Linked DNA regions of Mus musculus: region 1 is linked to region 2. Evidence: chromatin contacts called from public HiChIP or PLAC-seq data. All regions are on one chromosome and are shown on one strand. Each heading gives the region's core, a stretch centred on a gene start, on an enhancer-like site or on the middle of the called end of the contact. The rest is flanking DNA. Distances are from core to core; before and after follow the strand shown. Region 1 overlaps Lrrk1 (leucine-rich repeat kinase 1). Region 2 overlaps Chsy1 (chondroitin sulfate synthase 1).

The links. HiChIP or PLAC-seq counts read pairs in DNA pulled down with a chosen protein or histone mark.
Region 1: a contact with region 2 is called in a BATF HiChIP or PLAC-seq map of CD8 T cells, with 5 read pairs. The contact joins two enhancer-like sites. A contact is called at or near these places in 3 of 15 datasets of contacts at CTCF or cohesin (CD8 T cells, pro-B cells and stem cell-derived epiblast-like cells), 11 of 484 Hi-C or Micro-C datasets (CD8 T cells, the G1E-ER4 cell line, Th1 cells and 6 more), 6 of 115 datasets of contacts at active chromatin or transcription factors (CD8 T cells, the HPC-7 cell line, acute myeloid leukemia and 3 more) and 1 of 9 other capture datasets (embryonic stem cells).

Annotation. Positions count from the first base shown.
Region 1 is chr7:66,298,508-66,306,294 of GRCm38.p6, reverse strand. Lrrk1 (leucine-rich repeat kinase 1) reads left to right here. Exons shown (of 34, transcript NM_146191.3): 10 at 765-902; 11 at 3,528-3,640; 12 at 5,357-5,433. Among named protein-coding and RNA genes, the nearest start is that of Gm45989, 21 kb to the right of the region's middle. Within about 2 kb of position 1,859, at least 80 of the 459 cell types and tissues checked have an H3K27ac peak or open chromatin away from gene starts, as enhancers often do. A contact at or near this core is called in CD8 T cells and memory CD8 T cells, where this site is marked.
Region 2 is chr7:66,157,422-66,164,504 of GRCm38.p6, reverse strand. All of the region lies in intron 2 of Chsy1 (chondroitin sulfate synthase 1), which reads right to left. Among named protein-coding and RNA genes, the nearest start is that of Chsy1, 51 kb to the right of the region's middle. Within about 2 kb of position 4,259, at least 8 of the 459 cell types and tissues checked have an H3K27ac peak or open chromatin away from gene starts, as enhancers often do. A contact at or near this core is called in CD8 T cells and memory CD8 T cells, where this site is marked.

The DNA of each region.
Region 1 (7,787 bases), core at 610-3,109, 140 kb before region 2:
ACACATGTGAGCATGTATACATACGTACATACATGTCACAAACTTAAAAAAAAAAACAGGCATGGCAACACTTGCCTGTAATCCCAGCACTGAGAGGTGGGGGTAGGAGAGTCCCTGGTTGGCTGGTCAGACACCCAACATTAACCTGTGGTCTCCACATGCTCGCAAACGCACACATGCACGCATATGCACACATGCACTCATACGCACACATGCAAACCCAGATATACGCATGCATACCAACACAAATGCCAAAAGGGGTGCGGTTCTCAAGAGCACTAAAGAAGTGAGAAGAAGCAGGGGCCTGTATCCAGAGCTCTGCAGACTAAATGAGGTTTTTGTTTCTTGGGAATCTGGCTGGTTGAAACGGATGAATGACATAAGGAATATTTGTGCTTTGTTTCTGTTGGTTTCAAACCAAAGACTAAGCATTTCTAGTTTGGCCGCGTCCTTGGGGAAAGCAGTTGACTCCCGAGAGCGTGGCTCTGAATCGGTCCGTTATTTCCCAGGACAATGGACCGGATGGTGATCAAGGGAAGACGATGAGGCACGTTTGTCTCCCCTAGGAAACTCTCTCCCTGCTCCTGCAGGACAGGACAACACAGCAGACAGAGAATTGGAAGCCTTCTTCCTCACTCTGCACTGTGGTCACAGAGCCCTGTCCCAGTAGCCTCACTTCTGACATCAGATTTACAAACAGACTTCTGGGCAGCTCTACACTCACAAATCTACTTACCACTCTCCCCCTCCCCTCAAACTCCTAGAAATGTTGTAAAGCCTCCAAAAATGCCCTGGAATCGCTGCCAGACAAAATGGCTGTCTTTTGGAAAAGCCACCTTCGGGATGCAGATTTCTCTGAGAACTCTCTGAAAGAGGTGCCCCTGGGATTGTTCCAGCTTGACGTGAGTCCAATGGCACTTCATTTCTCACTGTCCACCGTGGTAAGAAAAAGCACTCTGGACCCTGGGGAACCTATGTGCTTTTTCCGAGTTTGTGAGACACATAAGTAGAAAAAGTGAAGGGTTAGTTGAGCCATCAAAGACATGCGGTCTTGAGCCAAGTTAGAGGAAGGAGAATAGTCACCAGGAAACAGCTGTGCCAGGGAAGGGCTTGTTTGCCTGCCTTAGTCAGCTTTTCATTACCTCTCATTCATAATAAAAACCCAGAGACAACCAGTGTGAAAACGCCTTGCCTTGGCACAAGGTTTGGGAAGTATCAGTCCGTATACAACCCACCATGTTGGTTTTAGTGCTTTGGGGCCTGTGGTGGGGAAGTGCACCATGGGAGAGCAAAGCTGTTCACTTCACAGCCAAGACCTGAACTAACAGGGAAACAGAAGAGATGTGGCCCCAATATCCTCCTCGTGGGCACACCAGCAGTGAGCAGAACACCTCTCCCAGGCCCCAGCTCTAAAAGGTTCCACCACCTACCAGTAACTCTGAGAGCCAGAGTGCCCAGCTTTACTGTTCCTTTAACATATGGACCTTTTAGAGAACTTCCTCATCAAAAATAATGACCCTCAGGACTTCACTCACGGTGGCACGTTTGTTTTGTTTTTGGCTGTAGTGGAGAATTAACCTAGAGTCTCACATACAGTCCGTAAGTGCCCAACCTCTGAGCTCCAGCCCCAGTCAAAACTCTGACGCTTGCCAGAGATGGACTCCATCTGGCCTCCAGAGATTCCCACGGAGCGCCACCACTCTAAGGAGAGACTTTGTGTCCTGAGCACTGGACCACTGCCTTCTAAGAGTCTTCAGGCAGGCTGTAAGACCCTGTGAGACCCAGAGCAAGGGATTGCTAACTGTTCACCAAAAGCATTAGGGCACTCCCTGTAGGGCCTGGTGGTGACTCACAGACCACATTGCCTGGGAAATGAGACCATGTTTAAACACCCAGGTGCAGCCCCTAGCAATCGCAGACAAGCTGCTCAGATCATCCAGAAGGCCAAAAGACAGCAAGCATCCCTTCAACATGCGTATCGCAGAAAAGAAGGGCTATCAAGTCATAGGCTCCCCTAAGCAAGCATGGGACGAAGGAAGAAACCCACTTGTATTCATGGCTAGGTGAAATTAAAGCGCTGTTGAATGAGAACCCTTGTCACTGGTGCCCACAGTGGCTAACTGGCCACGCCTTCTTACCATTTTACCACTTCCCTATTCTGAGGCTATCCCTCACACCAGCGCCTCGCAGTATAGCTTAGCCAGCAAAGAGGGATGGAGACGCGTTGAATCTCAACACTATGTTCTGTAAAATTCCTGTTTTCCCCTGGTCTCTTTCTTCATATTGGGAACTGAGCAGAGGTCTTCACATCCCAGCCCAGGCCCTGGGCTAATCACTCGGGGAAGCTTTTATAGAAATGCAGAGGGTGGCAACCATTCTGGCCATGGTGACTCATGGCATCAACAAGGGAAACCGAAACACACAGGGGGCTTAATGCGGTACAGCTATGTGGTGGGTCTCTTGGGCCACATAGATTGTAGGTGGATCTGTGTTCATGTCACCAAGAAAAGTGAAGGTGTGTCTCTGCTGCTCTCATTAAGGAAAGACATCTTCCAAGGGAATAGCCCCACCCCCACCCCGTAGGCCTGCATACAGCAAAGCGTGTGGATGAATTGTGTGTGTGGAGATCCCAAGGGGTCCAAACTGTACAACTGAGGTCACTCAGTGGGCCTGAATACGGCAAGGCACACAGGGATGAGTTCCCTATGTGCGGACCCCAGGGAGCCCATCCTCGGCTTCTGAGGACATGTGGCTAAGGCAGATCAGGTCACCCATTGTCTTGTCTCTCTGGGCACCGCCCAAGGAGGAAGTACCCAGTGGTGCTCTGTGTACTCCAGGCAGACACCACTAACCACGACTCTTAAGAATCTTTGGTCTCAGACCCTGATATAGCTGTCTCCTGTGAGGCTTTGCCAGTACCTGGCAAATACAGAAGTGGATACTCACAGTCATCTATTGGATGGAACACAGGGCCCCCAATGGAGGAGCTAGAGAAAGTACCCAAGAGCTGAAGGGGCCTGCAATCCTATGGGTGAAACAACAATATGAACTAACCAGTACCCCCAGAGCACGTGTCTCTAGCTGCATATGTAGCAGAAGATGGCCTAGTCGGCCATCATTGGGAAGAGAGGACCCTTGGTCTAGCAAACCTTATATGCCCTAGTACAGGGGAAAGCCAGGGCCAAGAAGTGGGAGTGAGTGGGTAGGGGAGCAGTGCGTGGGTGGGGGATGTTTAGGAAACTTTTGGGATAGCATTTGAAATGTAAATGAAGAAAATATACAAGAAAAAAAAAAGAATCTTTGGTCTCAGGCCTTTATAGTCCCTCTAGTCTACAGTTCTCATTGACCTTGAGGAAAAGTCTAAATGCATTGTTCATCTCTGCTTGAGAGGATCTGGGGAGTTTCCTAAGTAGAAGTAGGCTGGGATTGTTTGGCTGTACATTGACAGGGAGCCTGCCAACCGTCATGACAACTTTTCCCTTTCCATGTGTAACATCATCTTTCCCCCTCTCTCCTCCCTCTTTCAGGCCCTCATGTTCTTGAGGTTACAGGGAAACCAGCTGTTGTCGCTGCCACCTCAAGAGAAGTGGACCTGCACCCAACTCAAGACCCTGGACCTCTCCAGAAACCAGCTCGGCAAGTAAGCAGTGGGCCTCTTTACCTCTGGTGTATATAGAACCACAGATGATATGTGTTGGACAGCACCAGAGCCAAGCTGCTGTATCCCACTTAGGGTGGATGAAATACTCCTATAAAACAGTTGCTCAGCAATATGAAGGCTGCAGATCTGAGACCAGGGTGCCTCCTGAGACCTCCCTCCTTGACTTGTTAAAGATCAAGGCTGTTATGGGGCTTGCCTTTAATTCTAGCACTCAGGAGGCAGATCAGGTGGATCTCTGAGTTCAAGGCCAGCCTGGTCTACAGATGGAGTTCTAGGACAGCCAGGGCTACACAGAGGAATCCTGTCCTAAAAAACAAACAAGAAAGTGGCCATCCACATATATCTCCATGATCTTTCTCTTTACGGTTGTTGTTGTTGTTGTTGTTGTTGTTGTTGTTGTTGTTGTTGTTTGGACACCATCTATATTAGAGTAGGGAGCATTCTAAAGAGCTCATGCCAACATAACCACTTTCTTAAAGACCCTAATTCATGAATGACCTTATTCAGAAATGCTTGGAATCAGAAGGTTTTCAAATTTTAGATGTCTCTGGGATTTTTGAAGTATTTGGATGTATCCCGGACATCCCGAGATGGGACCCAAAGCTAAATACAGACTAGTGTGTGTGTGTCACAGGCCCCCAACAGCATTTTTAGCATGCCTGAGTTTTAACTGTGACATGGCTCTGAGGTCAGGTCTGGAATGTTCTCCTTTGAACACCACACCAGCACTCACAGGGTTAGTCTTTGGGAGGCATCTGGATTCTAAACTTTTGGATTAAGGGTACTACTGTGTGACTACTATTCTCCTGGGGAGAAAAGACCAAACATGTTTCCCTGTATGGGACACTTGATGACAGAGCACAGATACAGTCCCACCAAGTCTGGCTTGAAGAAGTGACGACTGTGTTGGGGTTACTTTCGGGACTCAGGGTGAGTCAGAGGCACCCCAAGCATAGGTGCCAACCCACAAAAGCTGCATCCTGCCTACCTTAGCTCCACCCATAGTCAACTCTTACCCAGCAACGGGGGTTCCTTGTATAGCCTGCAGGGATTGAGGGTTTGTGAATGATAGAATTTTCCCAAGCTTCCTGAGACGTAGGAGTTTCTCTTTTCCCTCCAGGAAGAGGGAATAGGTACACCACAGAGTATTCCAATACGTATTCCCAGCTCCAAAATCCTGAGAGAAGGATTCCAGGCGACATCATACAGCCCTCGAGCGGGACCTTCCAGCTGTAATTGTTGCAGACTCCTGAACATCCTGTCTCTCACTTCAGCCTAGACTAGAAGTCTATAAATTCTTTACCAGCTACTAATGTGTTCATAGGTGGAATAAAATGTATCCATCCAATGATAGATGAATGGGTTGAAAATGAGCCCTGGAGAGCCCTGCCCCTTGGGGTCACTGGCTGATGGTTACTCTGTAATCGCTAAATAGAACACATACCCAAAGCACCTGCTTGAAGCTAGAAAGCCTGAGAATGTGATAATGACTGTGACCACTAGATTATCCTTCCTAATGGCTTCTTCCAGAAGGCCCCCGAGTTCCCTCATACAAACTGCAGGAAGGCCCAAGCACATGCTGATAGAATTTACTGCCTTCTCTGTGGTTCTATGTGATGTAGTCAGAGCTAGTATACTCCAAGTCTTTGTCATGCTTGGCCTCAAATTTCTGAGTGTTCTCTTTCCCCTCCACAGAAATGAAGATGGGCTTAAAACAAAGAGGATCTCCCTGTTCACCACCAGAGGGCGCCAGCGTTCTGGAACTGAGACAGGTGTGTGCTGGGCTGGGGAGACCATGAGATCCTCCTGTCTTGTATCCAAGTCGTTATGTTGAGCTTTGCCTTTCCTTTCCCGGTTGAAATGTCAGAGATGTTCATGGTCAGCTGAAAGGTCTGTCAGTGTAAATGGTGACTGTTAACCGTGTGTGTGTGTGTGTGTGTGTGTGTGTGTGTGTGTGTCTGTGTGTGTCTGTGTGTGTGTGTGTGTGTGTGTGTCTGTGTGTCTGTGTGTGTCTGTGTCTGTGTCTGTGTGTGTGTGTCTGTGTGTGTGTGTGTGTCTGTGTGTGTGTGTGTGTGTGTGTGTGTGTGTGTGTGTGTGTCTGTGTGTGTGCGTGCCTATGGCCCTAACTCCCCATCTGGAGCCCAGCAATGCTAATAGCTAACTGCCTAAACTGTAGACACAGGAGTCTCAGTCCACACGTAAAGTAGGAAATGTCATCTATGTTGCATATGAGAAAACCAAGTGCAAAACGCAGATCAGAGACAATTGGCATTTGCATCACCTCAGACTGATAGTTGTTTGTGTTAACAACATAGAAAGTCCCCTCTGCTAAGAAATGTACAATTAGTTCTCGGGTGCAGTCATCCTGCTGAGCTATAGAACACGAGAGGTTTTCTTCCAGGCTATCCAGGGGGCACCCCAGCACCCACCATCCACCCCCTCTGCCCCCATTACCCCTGCATCTCCCTGGGTTCCACTAACCACTATTCTAGCCTCTACCTCTGTCAGATCAACTTTTGATCAAATCTGAGACTCTAAAGCCAACTACACCTTCAGAATGTCCATCGGGACAAGAGCATAAAACAAGGGCGAATGTGTAGGCCATTTTAAACAGACTAGCTCCCTTCTCTGCCTTGAAGGAGTGAATGTGAGCAGAACAGGTTCTGAGAGGTGAGGCTGAGAAATGCCACAGAGGCCAAGATGAGTTTGCAAGAAGTGAACGCCATAGGCCATACCCATGCTGCACTCTGTGGGCTGCAGTGTGTGTGTGTGTCTGTGTGTGCACATGCATACACGTGTTTACATGCATGTCTATATATGTATACACACAGTGAACTTCTTGATCAGTCATGTATGTAGGTTTAATATGAACAAGAAATACTGGTGGAAGAAAATTCAAAAATAGATATGAGTAAATGCAGTCTACCCTACAGTATCTGTGAAATCAACATCTGTGAGATCAAACAACTGCTGACAGGAAAGTCACATTCGTACCAAACCTGCACACTTTTCTCTAGTCCCTAAACAGCACAGTATAATAGCTGTTCCCGCAACATCCACAGGCTCAGACAACACAAGGTATCTAGAAACGATTTGAAGGCTAAGCAGGATGTGTGTGGGTTCTTGCATGGATTTTGGTGGCTGTTGTAGAGGGGGCATTCTGGAACCAGCTCCTCAGAGTTCCTGAGAGATAACTATGTACAAATTTAATATATGGCAAAGTAATTACAATGCCAAGCATATGACATTGTAATTTAGTAAAGAAGACTTGTTTTAGCAAATAGTGTTGGTGTGATCAGCTATGAGGGATCACAGTGCTAGTGACCCTGCCTGATGCAGGTGATAGCAATGCCCATGTGGACAGCAGGCTTGCATTTAAAAAATAAATAAATAACACTTTAGAAGACATGGGTGTAGTCTGGGGCTGGAAAAAAAAAACCTTTAAAAGCTGACTGGGAAATATTTTTCATTTTATTTTATTTGTATATATGGTCTCACACTTTAGCCTAGGCTAGCCTAGAAACTCACTCTGGAGTCTCAGTGTCAATTGTCCTGCCTCAGCCTCCCATGTGCTGAGATTATAGGTGGCCTAAATATTGGCTTTGCAAAAAACTAGCAAACTTTATTATGCAAAAGACATTACAGACAAAGGCTTAAAACAGACATTCTGAGAATCACTTCCCATAGAAATCACTGTGGCACAGATTGGCACACAAGTCCCTAATATGCCAAGAGTGCTTCTAATTTGTGTGTGTGTGTGTGTGTGTGTGTGTGTGTGTGGTCATGATAACCTCATAAGAAAAAAAATGGCAACAAAAAATAAAGTTTGGAAAAATAGATCCAAACATCCAGTAGACAGATGCAAATATATACTGTCATGCTAATAGGAAAGTGCAGTTTATGAATTTTCATAATAGGGCCTTTTTGTTTTGTTTTGTTTTGTTTTGTTTTCTGGATGCAAGTATAGGACCCAAGGCCCAAGGCACGCTAGGCAAGTAGCCCACTAAGCCATCCTTCAGCGAAGCTGGTCCCTCTATAGATGAAGGCCCCTCAGCCTTGGGAAGTTGAGTGCAGATATAGGGGATCTCACTTGGAAACAAAGAGAAACAAACACCATCTTCTCCCC
Region 2 (7,083 bases), core at 3,010-5,509:
TGTGGGATGAATTATACATAGAACTACCTTCTAATGAAAAGTCCTACCCAGATGTGGCATCAAGTGCTTACCCTCTTCTGGATGACACTGTGTAGAGTGAAAAGCTCAAAGGCCTAGTTAAAAAAAAAAAAATATATATAAGGTGGGGCCTGGCTTGCTGAAAGGGTACCTAGGAAGGGCCTTAACATAACTTAGCCAGTGCCAGGATCCAATCCTCACAGCTTCCTCAAAGCACAGGGCAGTAACTCTAGTCAATAGGAGTCAGGTAGCAACACAGCAAGCATCTCTGTATGATTAAATGACTCCAGTTCTAGCAGAAGGGGTTGCCAAAACAAAGCAAAACAAAATCCGAAGGGAACACAAGTTACAGGGAGAAGTGTGGTAGGGAGATGGGGGTGGGAGCAGACATATGAACACACAGGAGGGTCAGATCTCAAGGAAGGGAGAACTCTAGTTCTTTTGTGGAAAACTACCAAATTAGGAAGTGTAGTAGGGAGAGAGGGATGACAAAGATAGAAAGACAAAATCTATAGGTCAAATACTACAGTCTACAAGGTCATGGCTCTCTAGGATTTTTGTTTTTATTGTAAAATTCATTCTACATATTTTGTGCTCTTCTGGTTTATAGACTTTATCAAGTATTATATCCCAATTCAAAGCCAACCAATAAAAAAATAAAAGATAAACTAGAGGCACGGCATTTGCATCTGCAGACCCTGAGGGAGGCCTCTGAGAGCAAAGTGTAGGGAAGAGGACACATGGCAGGCCTACCTATCCCCAGCCCTGCAGTCCAGAAGCACAGCACAAACTGGAGAGGCTTGCCTCGCACTGCTTAGAAACAGGCACTTAGAAGCTAATTTTGCCAGGGCATTCTCCTCACGCGGCATTAACAGGGGAACTAAAAGTGTATAAGGACATCTCTGCCTTGTCTTGTGTCTGTCAGACTGCTTTAGAAGACAGGTCATCCCCTCACCATTTCCTCTACCTGCTTTGGATTTTCTCAACAACAGAACTGTGGGGCAGACTCCACACCCTGGAGCGGAATCAAATCATCGTTGAAGAATTATCTTGTCCCCTTGAGCAGTCCTTTCTTCCTCTACTTAAATCTTGAAATCAAAAGAACTCACTTAACCAGGTCTCCAGACCTGGGTCCACACACAGAGCAGGAGGTGATGGCCTGCTTTCCAAGAGCTCATATAATAACTAGTAACATTTCAGATGGTGACTAGAGTTTTGTAGAACTACAAAGAAATGAACAGCAGCAGAGATGCGTGTAGTTCCCACCTGTGAGTCAGAGAAGGCCTCTCCAGCAAGCTGGACTCTGAGCAGAGACCCCAGGCAGTGAGAGGGGAGGGAGTGAAAGAAGGGGCACTCATACCCCCATCTCTGCATAACAGCACTTCCAGGAGCAAAGAGTAGCCAAGGCTAGCCCCAGGCCAAGCTAACCACATACCCAGGAACAAGCAACCACACAAGAGCACCATGACAGTCTCCTTATTGGAGTCACTGTGAGGCTCCAGACCAGACACATACAGATTTTAACATCATCAGCAGTAACATTTCAATGAGGAATGCTACTTAAAATGTTTGAACAAAACTTTATGAGCTTCAAGGATCTCTAAGTCTGGGTTAGAGTTTAGGAAGGGTTGAAAAGCAACCGATGTGATGTGGACGATGAACATTCCTGGCAGCAAACAGCCAGTGGTCCATGCTGGGTGACGGGTACCTTTCCTAAGAAAACACATTCTCTGGGCTGTGGAGCCCACTCTGCAATCACTTCTGCTCTGTGTGTGGGCATGCCAGAGCCCCAGCAACGGAGGATCCCTGGAAGAAAGGACAATCATGACGCGTACAATTCCTACTGCCTGCCCTTCCTCACGTGCATCTGCAGTCAGGTGCCCACCCAGGCCTGAACCAGGGACTGCCCTGCATTTTGTCCAAATGGGATTAACTTAAAAGCAGGGAGCCACTTGCCTTCTGTGTGGTAAGGGAGACTTTCATGGGGAAGTCATTACTAAAAGTATTATTCTTAAGCTTCAAATGAGAAAGAACGCAAATGGGTAACTTATGTTGTATTATCAACCCACGGACTGTGCCTAGTGCTTCTAAGCAAAAGGAAGAAACCACAAAGCTCATTTATGGTGAGACCATTCCCCTCAATGAATGACGCATGCTGACTCTGTTTATCTTGCTCATTCGTACACACACATTGTAAGTGGGTACTTCACCTGAGAAACAATCCCGAAACATTTAGGTTTTTAACTCTATTTCATTATCCACTTTGAGTTCTACCTTCCAGATTAATTACATGGCCAAAACAACTATCTAGCTACCCATTTATGGCCATATATCCCTGCTTACATTTGGTACTGTGTGCTGAGATAGAGCTGCACCAAGCACAGTGAAGCCTAACGCCCCAGCCAGTCTCCAGCCCCTCACTGCAGTGGAAGGCAGCACTGACATCCTGGCTACCTCGAGTCCCTGCGCATCCCACTTTCTAACCCTGCCTCTATCTCTGCATGCGATGAGACCACAAGTCTCCACTTCGTGTGCATGTGTGAGTGCGGTGGGAAGAGGAACTCTGAGAGAATGAGGGCTGGGAGGATAAAAGAGCATCTTAAAAGCCACCATTTTATTGCAATACACTTCTGGGCTATGAACAGATTTCATAAGCTGTATCTTATAAACTGTCTTCTAAATTGTCTTCAAAAAACAAAATGGGACTCCATAAGTGAAAGGTGAGTTAAAAAATTTTATTTTTCTGTGTGTGATTAGCTGCATGTTTGTATCCCACACGTCTGCCTGGCAGCAATGGCAGGAGACAGGACTAAATTTAAATGCACAACCACATCTCCAGCCCTGGAAATTGGCCTTATAAGCAGCATTTCTTTTTTTTTCTTTCTTTTTTCTTTTGGTTTTTGGAGACAAGGTTTCTCTGTGTAGCTCTGGCTGTCCTGGAACCCACTCTGTAGACCAGGCTGGCCTCGAACTCAGAAATTCGCCTGCCTCTGCCTCCCAAGTCCTGGGATTAAAGGTGTGCACCACCGCGCCCGGCTATAAGCAGCATTTCTAAGTCTACAGTTATAAAGCATATGACTCTTAGCATGCACATGTAGAAAGTTACATCACTTACAATACTATTTTAAAACCCCTTAAGATCATTTCAGAGCTGGTGAGATGGCTCAGTGGGTAAAGGTGCTTGCTGTGAGTCTGAATCCCAGAACTCACATGATGCAAGAGAGAACTGACTCCTGCACATTGTCTTCTGACCTTCACACGTGTGGTATGACTTGCACACAAAGGCAAGTACTAATACACATAAAGTAAACATAAGTAAATCTTTAAAATGTTTAATAAAAGTACTTACCGATATTAAAACAGAAACCGATCATAGTGTTTAGTTATGACATTCTACTTCTGACCACCTGAACTTCCCTAAACAAACAATAACTAACCTTGAGGGCAGTATTGGCTAAATAAATAAAAAGATATGCAGCCGGGCGTGGTGGCGCACGCCTTTAATCCCAGCACTCGGGAGGCAGAGGCAGGCGGATTTCTGAGTTTGAAGCCAGCCTGGTCTACAGAGTGAGTTCCAGGACAGCCAGGGCTATACAGAGAAACCCTGTCTTGAAAAACCAAAAATAAAAATAAAAATAAAAGAATTAAAAAATTAAAAAGAATAAAAAGATACGCTAAAACGACGGAGTTATAAGAGTAGTGAAAAAGTCACAGAAGAGAGAAAGCATGAAGATTACTGGCAAAGAAGTAACTCATGCATCAGCCGAAGACCAGAGCATCTCTCTTACGGAAAACGGGAGAGGCAGGGTAGCAGCACAGAGAACGATTCCATTTTCATGGCATCTTGATTGCATTACTCAGTATCAATTATGTATAACTATAAAAAGGAGAGCTGAGAGCAGTGGCTCGCACCCGTAATCACAACAGTTGGCATGCTTAAGCATGTCAAAGCCATGTGCTCGAAGCTAGCTTGGGTTACACACTGAATTCCAGGCCAGCTTGAGCTATAGAGAGAGACCTTGCTTCAAAAAAAGATAGACGGACAGACAGACAGACAGAGATGAGTAAGTAAAATAAAAAGTAGATGCAGATACAAAGCAAGCATATACTCTTTTAAAAATAGGTTACTCATGAACCCTGTGAGAATGACTTCCATTTGAAGAAGGTGTAGTGGTTTGAATATGCTTGGCCTATGGGAAGTGGCACTATTAGGAGGTGTGACTTTATGGGAGGAGATGCAGCCTTGTTAGAGGAAGTCTGTGGCTGTGGAGGTGGGGCTTGGAGGTACCCTAGCCTCAAGCTCTGCCCAGTGTGAAAGACCATCTCCTCCTGGCTTCCTTCAGATAAAAGCACAAAAGCCTTGGCTTCTCCAGCACCGAGTGAGCCTGCATGCTGCCATGCTTCCCGCCATGACGACAATGCACTGCCTCTGAAACTGCAGCCCAGCCCCAATTCAATGTTGCCTTTGTGAGACTGCCTGGTCGCGGTGTCTGTTCCCAGCAGTAAACCCTAACTAAGACAGAAGGAAAGTGTCACATCTTTCTGAGCCTTCTCACACTCATCTCCTCATGTCCCACTGATGGTCAGGTATCAAACCGTGCTACGCTCATGTAAAATGGGGTAGATATAATAAGGCCTGGAGAAAGAAACACAGGCCAAACTCAAGTAAGCATATGGAAAGAAATAGTCAAAGTTACAACAGAAATTAATGAAATGAAAAAAAAAAAAAAAAAACAATTAAAACCACCACCAACAACAAGGAAACAGAATCAGTACACTGGTAGCCAACCTCAGAGAGGGAAGATCCGTATTAACCAAATCAGAGGTAGAAAAGCAGGCCCAATAAAGGATATTGAAGAAACTCAGAAAAGCATTAGGATACATCTTTAGAAACTTATATTCCATCAAGCTGGAAAAGCTTTTTTCAAAAAAGGAAGAATTTATAGACCTTAGAATAAAGCATACCTACGATGTTAGACCTCTCCAATGAAAAACATAAAACACTAAAGAAAGAAACTAAAGAAGACACTAGAAGATGGGAAGACCTCCCATACTTCATAGATTTAAAAAAAAATTCATTTAAAAAAGATTTCTTTAAAAATTGGATGTCTGTGTGCAGTGCATGAGGGGGGTACCCATGGGGTTAAGCAATAGTCAATCATGTTTACCAACAGAAACCAGAAAAACCCTGAGCAAATATTAACTCCAGAAATACCAGACTAACCAGAATTATTACTTAGAAATAACCAATATTACTACTTTAAGATTTAATTAATGACAAAATAAGTGACCAGAGCCACACCACCAAGTGAGTAACAGTGTTCTACACCAAGATTCACAACCAGGAGCTGTGTAACAGTCAACCAGACCAAGCAGGAGAGCTGTGATCCAAGCCTGAATGCATGCCCTAGCTTCTCTTCACGTGTCCTCGTCACACACACTTCATGTATGCAACCCTAGCAGCTAACAGTGACCCACAGGCAACTTCCTGAGATGAAAAGGAACAAAGTTTTAATTATTTCCATCTCTGATTTATCTAAGTGAGTACCTATATAAATACTCCTAATTGTTATGTTGATTCTTCCTAAAGAAGCTGGCAAGATCTACCTGCAGGGCCCATTTAAATGTCTCCTTTCTTTTGAGATCAGGGCGGTGTGGTGTGATTAACAATAAAGCACTTCCAACCCTTCCAAATACAGGCTTCACCACCAACGCATTCCCAAACTCTGTTACAAGGGAAAGCAGAAACCGCGACACAGAGATTTAAAGGGAGACGCCCTGTAAGGAGCATTCCCGTCTGGACTGATGTACTAGCCTATAGTCTGAGAGCATTCCCAAGGTGTCACATCTGTTATTACAGTCACAACGACTTTCCGGAATAGAAAATATATTTACGTCAAATATATAAGGATATTATGTCATTTATAGAACATCAAATTATAAATTTATGTTAAATTGTAACACACAAAATCAGAACTACACACAGAATATATTGATGATCAGCTTCTAACAGCCAACCTGCTGGAATGGAGATGCTAGAAGTCTGTTCCAAAATTAAGACCTTTTAAATCTGAAAACCAATTAACTTTAACTGTTTAACTGTACTAAGGACCTGAGACCTTGGTACACTGCCATAAGTGTGACACCCAAGCGCTCTGCCTTTGCAACCTAGGGAACAAAACTCCCATGTACAAGAGTGCACAGGCTGCTTAAAATACTTACAGACTGACCTCTGGTCTGTCTTCCAAGCCAGACTTCAGGTTCAGTTAGGCGTGACCACGTGTCCAACTTTTCCCCCAGTGGAGTGTGAGTAGAAAGGACACGTCTCCTACCTCTGAACCCTGAGGCCCTGTTCCTCTCCTGGGTCAGAGTCTGAGCACAGCAACCATGGCATCCATCTCTAACAAGGGACTGTTGCAGGAGAGAGCCAAGAACCCAGACCACACCCCCATATCCTGGGAAACAGCCTTGCCAACCTGGAATCCCTGGAGGACTCAGCCTGTATTCAATATAGAAATTTCCCTATTTCTACTGCATTTCTTGGATGTCAGTTATGGTGGTTTGCCCCTTTCTTTGTAATGCCATATTAATAATTTAGTTCTTAAGCAACACTTCAGAATAACATTTCATAAAAACGCACAACTAAAGTCATATCACATGTTTCTGTAACTGTATGTCAGCCCCAGGCATCCTATTATTTATATTGTTCCCATTTTGGAAAGGCAGTGGAGCTCTGGGAACCAAGAACCCAATAAAGAGACTGGCGGTGGGTAACTATAGGCTCAGTTTCAACATCAAGTGCACACGGAACAGTTGGCAAATGTCCACAGACACCGAGGTATTTACCGTCTGGCCCTTCAGAGACAGAGTCTACTGACCCTTTATCTGCAGCGTTTGGGACATGCAGCCTTTGCCAGAGGACAGGAGGGCCTAAATGTGGTGTTCCTCCCTAAGCACTCGGCCTTCTCTTCCGCAGCCGAGCTTCTCCTTGGCTTCTGTTTGCCAAGCCACCATGCTATTCCAGTTCTGCCTCACTGATGCCGAGATACCTCACTTCATCTGGGA